2 separate regions of the Sus scrofa genome follow, and region 1 is linked to region 2. The links are chromatin contacts, called in public promoter capture Hi-C maps. All regions are on one chromosome and are shown on one strand. The core of a region is the stretch at or near the end of the contact, and the rest is flanking DNA. Distances in the headings are between cores, read along the strand shown.

The links. Promoter capture Hi-C pulls out the DNA fragments that hold promoters and counts their contacts.
Region 1: a promoter capture Hi-C map of fetal skeletal muscle shows a contact between it and region 2, with 5 times the contacts expected there. The contact joins the promoter of SST here to the promoter of MASP1 in region 2. A contact is called at or near these places in 2 of 5 promoter capture datasets (fetal liver and fetal skeletal muscle) and 1 of 47 Hi-C or Micro-C datasets (embryonic fibroblasts).

The regions. Positions count from the first base shown.
Region 1 is chr13:125,337,059-125,341,043 of Sscrofa11.1, reverse strand. It overlaps SST (somatostatin), which reads left to right and starts at 2,302. Exons shown (of 2, transcript NM_001009583.1): 1 at 2,302-2,439; 2 at 3,272-3,484. The coding sequence starts at 2,302. The coding sequence ends at 3,484.
Region 2 is chr13:125,026,445-125,030,824 of Sscrofa11.1, reverse strand. It overlaps MASP1 (mannan binding lectin serine peptidase 1), which reads left to right and starts at 2,586. Exons shown (of 11, transcript NM_001184947.1): 1 at 2,586-2,741. The coding sequence starts at 2,737. LOC110256383 (a long non-coding RNA gene) reads right to left here. Exons shown (of 2, transcript XR_002337795.1): 1 at 2,839-4,380.

The sequences.
Region 1 (3,985 bases), core at 1,053-3,552, 310 kb before region 2:
AGATGAGAAGCAGAGATTGGCATAGATACTGGCTAGGCAGAATGGGAGGGAGGGAGGAGAGGGGAAAAACTAGAATGAATCAGACTGAAGTCAGGAAGGATTAGGGGAAGGAAGAATAAAAGAGAGGAATGAGTACAGGGAGAGGAGAGGGAAGGCAAAAGAGGGATTGAATAAGGAGATTCATAGGGGGCTAGGGAAAAGAGAAAGAGGAGGGAGGGGATAAGGATGTGGGAAGGAAGAGTGTGAGTGGGGTGGGTAGATCCAGAGCTTAGAGCCAGATGGAGGGGCTACTTCTTGTTCTCTGTCTTGCTCCTGTTTTAGAGAAATTCTCTTTCCCTTACTCAGTGGGGCCACCAAGAGCAAGTCCTGAGTGGAGGAGATGTGAGATAATTTTGGAGTGCCTTGGGACAGTTGGGTTGATAGAACTAGACTCTGAATCCCCAGCTACAGGCCAAGGAGGGTTCCAGGAAATAGAGAGAAAATATGCTATTTCCTAAGGTTGTGTTCTACAGTCCCAGAGTCATTGCTCTCCCAGACTATTGCAACATATGTGAACAATTTTTTAAAGCCCTACCGGTGCTTAGCCTTGCTTGGACTCATCAAGCCCTGGAAGTTTTAGCACTGCTTGCTTTGCATTCTCTCATTTTTCTGGGTTAAGGACACAAAAGAAAAAGGTGACAATTATTCGAGCTATTCAGGATACTTCCCAATCCCTCCTGCCTCTTAACACTGTAGTCTCTTGTTTAAGTATTTTTGAGAATACATGATGCCTGGCTGGTGATTGGGCAAGTTCTCTGCTTCACTTGGTGTCTAAAGATACAGTAATTTTTTTTTTCAGCTCTTACAAGCTTGAAGCTTATAAAATATCAGCCCTTGAAGCATCTGCAGTGATCATCTGGTCCATGAAAGGACATATAGCTGGCCCTTCCTGGATAAGAAATTATTTTTTGGGGGGGGGGACAAAAAAAGAAACAGAACTCTGACCAGGACAGAAAACATACAACCAGACCACAACCAAAATTCCAGAACAGCATTTCTCAAACTTCTTTTTTATGTGTGTGGGGAGTAGGGGAGTAGTGGATCTGAGAGTCTGTTGATGCTTTTCCCACACAGAGACATACAATAATGGTCACTTATGTTCAGGGGGTTGCAGAATTTGTTATGTCCAAAGTGGGAGTCTCTGACCTAAAACTGCTGCTATTGGCCAGGAATCTGTTAGAAAACTTAGAGTTGAGTGAAAAGAACCCTAGCCTTGGAATGTGGAGATCTAGTGCTTGCTCCAGCTGTGAAATGTGTGAACTAGAGAACTTCGCTGCCTCTTTCTAGGTTCAGTGACTCAAACTCTGAGGTTTAGTAGATGGTTTCTGAGATTTCTTTCCAGTTTCAAGTTTCTAGAACCAAAATGAAGTCAATCTTACTTTTTTTTTCCCTTTTGCTTTTTTTTTTTTTTTTTTTGGTCAGAGTAGGAAGGCAGTAGAGTAGAAGTGTCTCAGCTGCTGAGAAAGAGTGAGGCAGGAGTGCCTAAGGTAATTTCACCTTCATTATAAGGAAAAGTGAAGTTCTTTTAGAGTCCCAAGACGTCTTTAATCTACAAGACTTTTCAAGAGTCGATGAATGGGGTTGTGATGATCATTATACGACTATAAATATAATAAAATTCATTGAGTAATTAAAAAAAAAGAGTCAATGAGAAGGAAATGATTCGGTCCTTCTCGAATCCACATTCCATTCTCAGTTGTGTTCTTACAGGAATGCTTATCACACTCATATGTTTCTGCATTTGGTATTCTTAAAATGTCTGAGTATAATGATGTATAGATTCGTGTGGGTACATTTATGTGTACACAGCTAGTGTGGTGGTATATCTGACTCTCCAGGGGCTGAATGTTTGAGTGTGTGTGTAACTGGTGTGCACATGTGTGAGTGAAATTATGGAATGTGTATGTGCATAGCACTGAGTGAATATAAAAAGATTGTGTAGATGGTGTGGCACGTGGGGGAATTGTGTGGGCCTGTGTGCAGGATTTATTTATTTCTTAATAAGCTACTTTTGATTGTGTAGAGCCTCCTCTCACTTCGGTGATTGATTTCACGAGGGTAATGGTGCGTAAAAGCGCTGGTGAGATCTGGGGGCGCCTCCTAGTCTGACGTCAGAGAGAGAGTTTAAAAAGGGGGAGACGGTGGCGAGCGCACAAGCCGCTTCAGGAGTCGCGAGGTTCAGAGCCGTCGCTGCTGCCTGCAAATCGACTCCTAGAGTTTGACCAACCGCGCTCTAGCTCGGCTTCTCTGGCCGCTGCCGAGATGCTGTCCTGCCGCCTCCAGTGCGCGCTGGCCGCGCTCTCCATCGTCCTGGCTCTGGGCGGTGTCACTGGCGCGCCCTCGGATCCCCGACTCCGTCAGTTTCTGCAGAAGTCCCTGGCTGCTGCCGCTGGGAAGCAGGTAAGGAGACTCCCTCGACGCCTTCTTTCCCCTCTCGCGAATCCCCTAACCTTACCTTAGCCTTGCCCCTCCTCCCTTGGGTGGACTTAGGAGGTGGTCCCAAAGAGTATCGGTGCTTTTCTGGGTCCCTTAGGCACCAAATCTCTCAGGAAAACTTTCAAAGTCCAGAATTCCTTTTTACCTCTTTGTTTTTTCCCTCTTTGATCAGCGCAGTAGGTCACAGTTCAGGTGAGTTCTTTGGCTTTCAAGAAAATTCTAAGATCTGGGGAACTGAGCTCGAGGGGATGATGGCATCTATCCGCGGTGCTGACCATGGGAGGTGCTGACCCAGGTGCTGAAAGCGCGGACCTCTGAAGCTTCCTAAGCAGTACCTCCCACCCATGCAGCAGGGCTGGGGGCTGAAGGGCACAACAGCTAGAACACAATATGTTTACGACTGTGAAAAGTCTTGTTTCCCACAGTTGATTTAGTAAAAATGGTAAGAACAATTCTATTTTGTAGCTCATGATATGGAAATTGAGTTAAATAAAATGTTGGCATATATTTTACCTTTGCTAACTAATGATGTTCTATTTCTTTCTATGTGTGAGTTCTAAACCTGTAGACACTAAAACCTTGCAGAAACATTTGAGTTTTTAAAGCTTCCTTGTGTAACTTGGTAAATTATAACAACAGCCCTGTTTTTATATCCTTAACCTATTTTAAGCATTACACAAAGTGCACATAGAAAATTGGGGGTTGGATGTGATTAAATCTGTTTTTTAAACCAAGCTTTTCCATTTCTTTTTCACTATCCTCATTCTCATCCCCCTCCCCCTCCCATTCCACACAGGAACTGGCCAAGTACTTCTTGGCGGAGCTGCTCTCTGAACCCAACCAGACAGAGAACGATGCCCTGGAGCCTGAAGATTTGTCCCAGGCTGCTGAGCAGGATGAAATGAGGCTGGAGCTGCAGAGATCAGCTAACTCAAACCCGGCCATGGCACCCCGAGAACGCAAAGCTGGCTGCAAGAATTTCTTCTGGAAGACTTTCACATCCTGTTAGCTTTATTAATTATTGTTGTCCATATAAGACCTCCAATTCCTCTCCTCCAAACCCCATCTCTCCTTCCCCCCCAATCCTCAGTAAGACCCTTGCATTAGGAATTGAAGACTGTAAATACAAAATAAAATTATGGTGAAATTATGAAAAACAAGATTTTTGGTTTCTTATTGAGTAAATCTTTCTGTTCAATAATACCAGATTAACTTCAGCTGTGATTTCAGTCAAGTTATTTGAGATAGGCATTCCAAATTTCACACACACTGTTTAAAATTCCCTGTGCTAATAAAGATTGTGCTTTAAATAGTAACCCTGACAGTTTGGGTTATTTTAAACATAAATAATTCCAAATAACTATGAATTCTAATTTTAATCCAGTGATAATGATTGGAAAGGGCTGCCAGAAACATCAATTACACATTAAATACACTTAAAATTATATGTTGCCTAAATGGGAAGAGAATATGAAAAAGAATGGATATGTATAACTGACTCTCTTTGCTG
Region 2 (4,380 bases), core at 1,337-3,836:
TATTGGCAGAACTTTGGCTCAGAACATATTTCAAATGCCTCCCATTGAGCACTGGCAGCCTTAAAAAAAACATGGCCAGGAAATTATTCTGGGAGGCTCAGTTGCTCTATGACACTTGACAAAGGGAAGCTGATGGCTTTCCCTCCCGAGCTCTTCCCTCTGTGCCCAGAACAAACAACTGAATTTCACTGAATGTGCCCTAAATTAGGAGAGGGCCAGCTCAGCTGCAGCATTAACAGAGGGAATGTCTTTAGTGGGCAGGGCCCTCTGCATGGCGCAATGTGCATCTTGCCAAGTTCCTTCCCCTTTGGTTTTCAAACCCTTGTGTATTCCAAGGGAAATGTAGTCCATGTGTTTCTGATTCATTTACACTTAAGTCATTAAAATGTTGTTGTGTGAGAGTTATTTGATGTCTGAGGAGCCTGTGAGTCTTCTTAATGTGACTTTGAAGAAGATTTTTTCCTTTCTGCTTAAGACAGAAAGCAGTACTTTGCTAAAACAGTACCTGGGTTCAAACATGGTCTCTCACCTCATGTACTTGTACTCACAGTATCAACCACAGCCTCTTAATAATGCCCAACTTAGCAAAGTTGACCTTTAAGAGTGTTAAAATAGAGAAAATGGAGCAAGGAGAATTTCAAGGCACTGTTACCCAAAATGTGCCAAAACAACGTCATCAGAGGGTGGGGAGTGCATGCGTTTACCACCTTGGTTAGAATGGGTGGGAGCCCTCGCTTGGGTACCCTGAACAGCTAAAACAGCACAAAGATAGTCTTCTTTAAGTCTCCTAGCAACCTTCATTTTCCAGATGAGGAACCAGAATCAGCCATGTTAACTCTTGGGCCCAAAGTGCACAGCTAGCTTGTATAGAAAGGAAAGATTATAGCTCAGTTCTAACTGTAGTTTAATACTCTTTTAAAAATGCCTCAAATTGAGTTGCTCTGTGAATAGGGTGTGTATTTGAAATGTCATGTGCACTATAACATGTTAGTGAGAATCAGTTCAATATAGCAGCTAAGGGCTCAAATTCTTCCCAATCACTGTCCAACTGTACGACCTCAGATAAATTACTTAAATGCTTTGGGATGTTTCCGTAACTGGAAAATGGGAATAATACTACTACCCACCTATACAAAATATAAAGATGATTGAAAAGGGGAGTTCCCTTCATGGCTCAGTGGTTAATGAACCCAACTAGGAACCATGAGGATGTGGGTTTGATCCCTGGCCTCGCTCAGTGGGTTAAGGATCTGGTGTTGCCATGAGCTGTGGTGTAGGTTGCAGATACGTATGGCTCGATCTGGCATTGCTGTTGCTGGGGTGTAGGCCGGCAGCTGTAGCTCTGATTTGACCCCTAGCCTGGGAACTTCCATATGCAGTGGATGAAGCCCTAAAAAGCAGGAAAAAAAAAAAAAAGGTGATTGAAAGGAGCTAATACATTCCTAGAACAGACACAGATGCTCAGTAAATGTTAACCATTAACTGTGGTACTAGTAAGGAGTAATAAAGGCTGGATTATCTAGGCAAGTTTTATAACCTCTCTGAGCCTCAGTTTTCTCATTTGTAAGATGAGAATAACAGCATGGCCTCTCAAAGTCTGTGACAGTAATTGAGATGACACGTGTACCTAGCCCTGTGCCTAGCACAGAAAAGGTTCTCAGTAAAATCTATTTTTCACACCCAGACATCTCTCTCCCTATTCAGGACTGGTGGTCATTGTTGTGGAGAAAGGAATTTTCTTCTTATTCGGCTTGGCTTAGATCTGATGCTGCTTTCGCCACAAACCCTGGGTCTAGACATGTATACAGATCTAGGTCTTTCAACAACCACAGATGTGGGGCTTTCTGGGTGCAGACTGTATCAGGCCTCTGCACACTCTGAGTTGGTAAACAGCACAAGCTTTGCTTCTAATGGCAAAGAACAACTAGCCAACTACAGGACTGGCTGCTTCCTCACACACAGGGCCAGCAGTGGTTCACAGGAAAGCCTGTAGTTGTTTGCAGACAGACAAGCTTTGGGATTTGGATCTTTTTTCTTTCCTGGTGTAGGTATTAGAATTACTTTCTTGGGAGTGGTTTCTCAGGGGTACCCAAGATGCTGTCTCCTGGGCTTAAGTCCTAATTTCACCCCCAAATAAAACTTAACTCTCAAAAAAAAAAAAACCTTCTTAGTTGATTCTTCCTGTTTAATTGGTCTCCTTTTGCTGGTGTACTGAAGAAGAGCAGAAAACTATAGGCATTTGGCAGGGGAAACTGGGGAGAGATCAGACTGGTGGTGTTCCTCTCCACCCTCTCCACACACACACACACACACACACACACACACACACACACACACACACACACGTGATACCAATACCTATTTGAGTGCTCAGTTATTCTCCTCAGTGTCTGGAAGCAACCACACAGGATGAAGGAGGGAATTGGAGGAGCAGATCTTTTAAGGAAGAAGACAGATTCTGTTTGTCAGGTTCCTCTGAGTGTGTGTAAGCCAGTCAGAGGAGAGAGAGAGAGAGAGAGAGAGAGAGGGAGGGAAAGGCAGAGAGAGAGAGAGGGGGAGAGGGGATCTGTTGCAGGCAGGGGAAGGCGTGACCTGAATGGAGAATGCCAGCCAATTCCAGAGACACACAGGGACCTCAGAACAAAGATAAGGCATCGCTGACACCACACCCGGGACGAGCTTGCAGACAAGTCAGGCCGGGGGGACCAGGCAGCCAGGAGCACCCAAGGCAGGAAAATGAGGTGAGTGGCAGAGCTGGAGGAGGCACTGGGGTCCTTTCCCAGGGACCAGGTGCCAAGTAGCCCTGGAGGGTCTGACCTTGAATCTGGGCAGACTCACCTGCCTGTCCAGCGGGTAGTACAGGGGCTTCTCATTAATCCTTGGGGCTCTGAGAAGGGAGACGGGCTGGGGCCTTCGCTAGGACTCCAGAGACATGCAACTTGAAACGGTAGACTGTGTGCAAATGCCGCCCGACGCCGCTGGAGCTCAGATTTCTCCCTCTGCCAGCATAGGGTGCTGTCTGCTGGCCAATGTGACTTTCCTCCTGTTGTCCACAAGGCTGAGTTTTTGTTTTCCTTCTTTGCAAAGACCATTGGTCTATCTCTTCCAACACTTTGTGAATTAGATATGTGTTTGTGTGTTTATTTGTTCTGACCGGAAAAGAAACCAGCTTCCCACAGCTCGGCTCTGTGGTTTCTTAAACCTTCAGAAGTTTCCTAGTTAAAAACCTCAATTTAGAAAACTAAAAATCTCTCCCCATTTTACAGTCCCCTATAAATTTCTGTATTTCTCAGTGAAATCAGAGGCCCCTGGTGTCATGGATCAGGCTATGAATTGGACCAAATAGCTCTTAAAGGGATATTGCAAATTTAAAAAAGAAAAAAGGTCTTTGGAATTCTGAACGTAGGACTTTAAATTCTAATTGTTTCCAAGCTCTTTAACATTTCCTATTCTCAGCCTATATTTAGAGTTACTTCATGCTTGTTACCAGACACTCCTTTCAAGTTTTTCTCTCCAAGTGTCAAAACCCAACCACCTCCATAATTACTTTTACTATTTGCAAGTGTTAATAGTGTTAAAAGTATAAAAAAGGAAGAAGAAAATCACCCTGCAGATGTGTTAAGTCCCTGAAACACCTCTTTTCCCATTAATTTTCTTCTCAATTGGGAAAGGGTTTCTATTTGTTTCTCTTCCGCAAAGTCACCTAGCAACTTTTCAGGGTCTGGGGCCAAAGAGGGGCTTCACGCTGTGTTAACTCTTTGAACTCAGATTACCTGTGTTTCAAAGAGATAATTTGGTCTTGAAGGTTAACCAATCATTCCCTTACTTTTAAATCCATTGTAATTTTAAACCTGCCATTTAACTTCCTTTTCCTTTCTCCTAAAAGAGGTGAGATTTATGCCAGTCTGTGTGGAATGACAATTCCATTGATCTGTCCACTATTCAAACCTCACCCTGCCACCCAGGGCCCCAGCCATACCAAACTATGGGGCAGATGATCAGTTCTGTATCTTTTTGTGCTCATGGCTTAACCTAGAAGAGCCCTGCCTCTTATTTCCCCTATTTCTAGAGGACCTGCTTGTTCAAGCTGGCTCAAACATCACCTCCTCTTCCCTGCCCTGAATCCTCAGAGTCAGCATTTCTCTTTAGTGCTGTTTCTGTCCTTGGGAGCTACATCACTTAATATCTCCTTGTTGAAATGTCCACCTCCTTTTCCAAGCATGAGCGTTCCCTAAGGAATAGGATCTATATCTTGTTCATCTTTGTACGCCTAGCGCCTAGTATAACGTTTGTTTCCTGTTAGGTATTCAATAAATTTCAGCTGAGTTGAACTCAGTTGTTCAATAGCAAAACTACTACTGCAGAATTGTCCCACTAGAA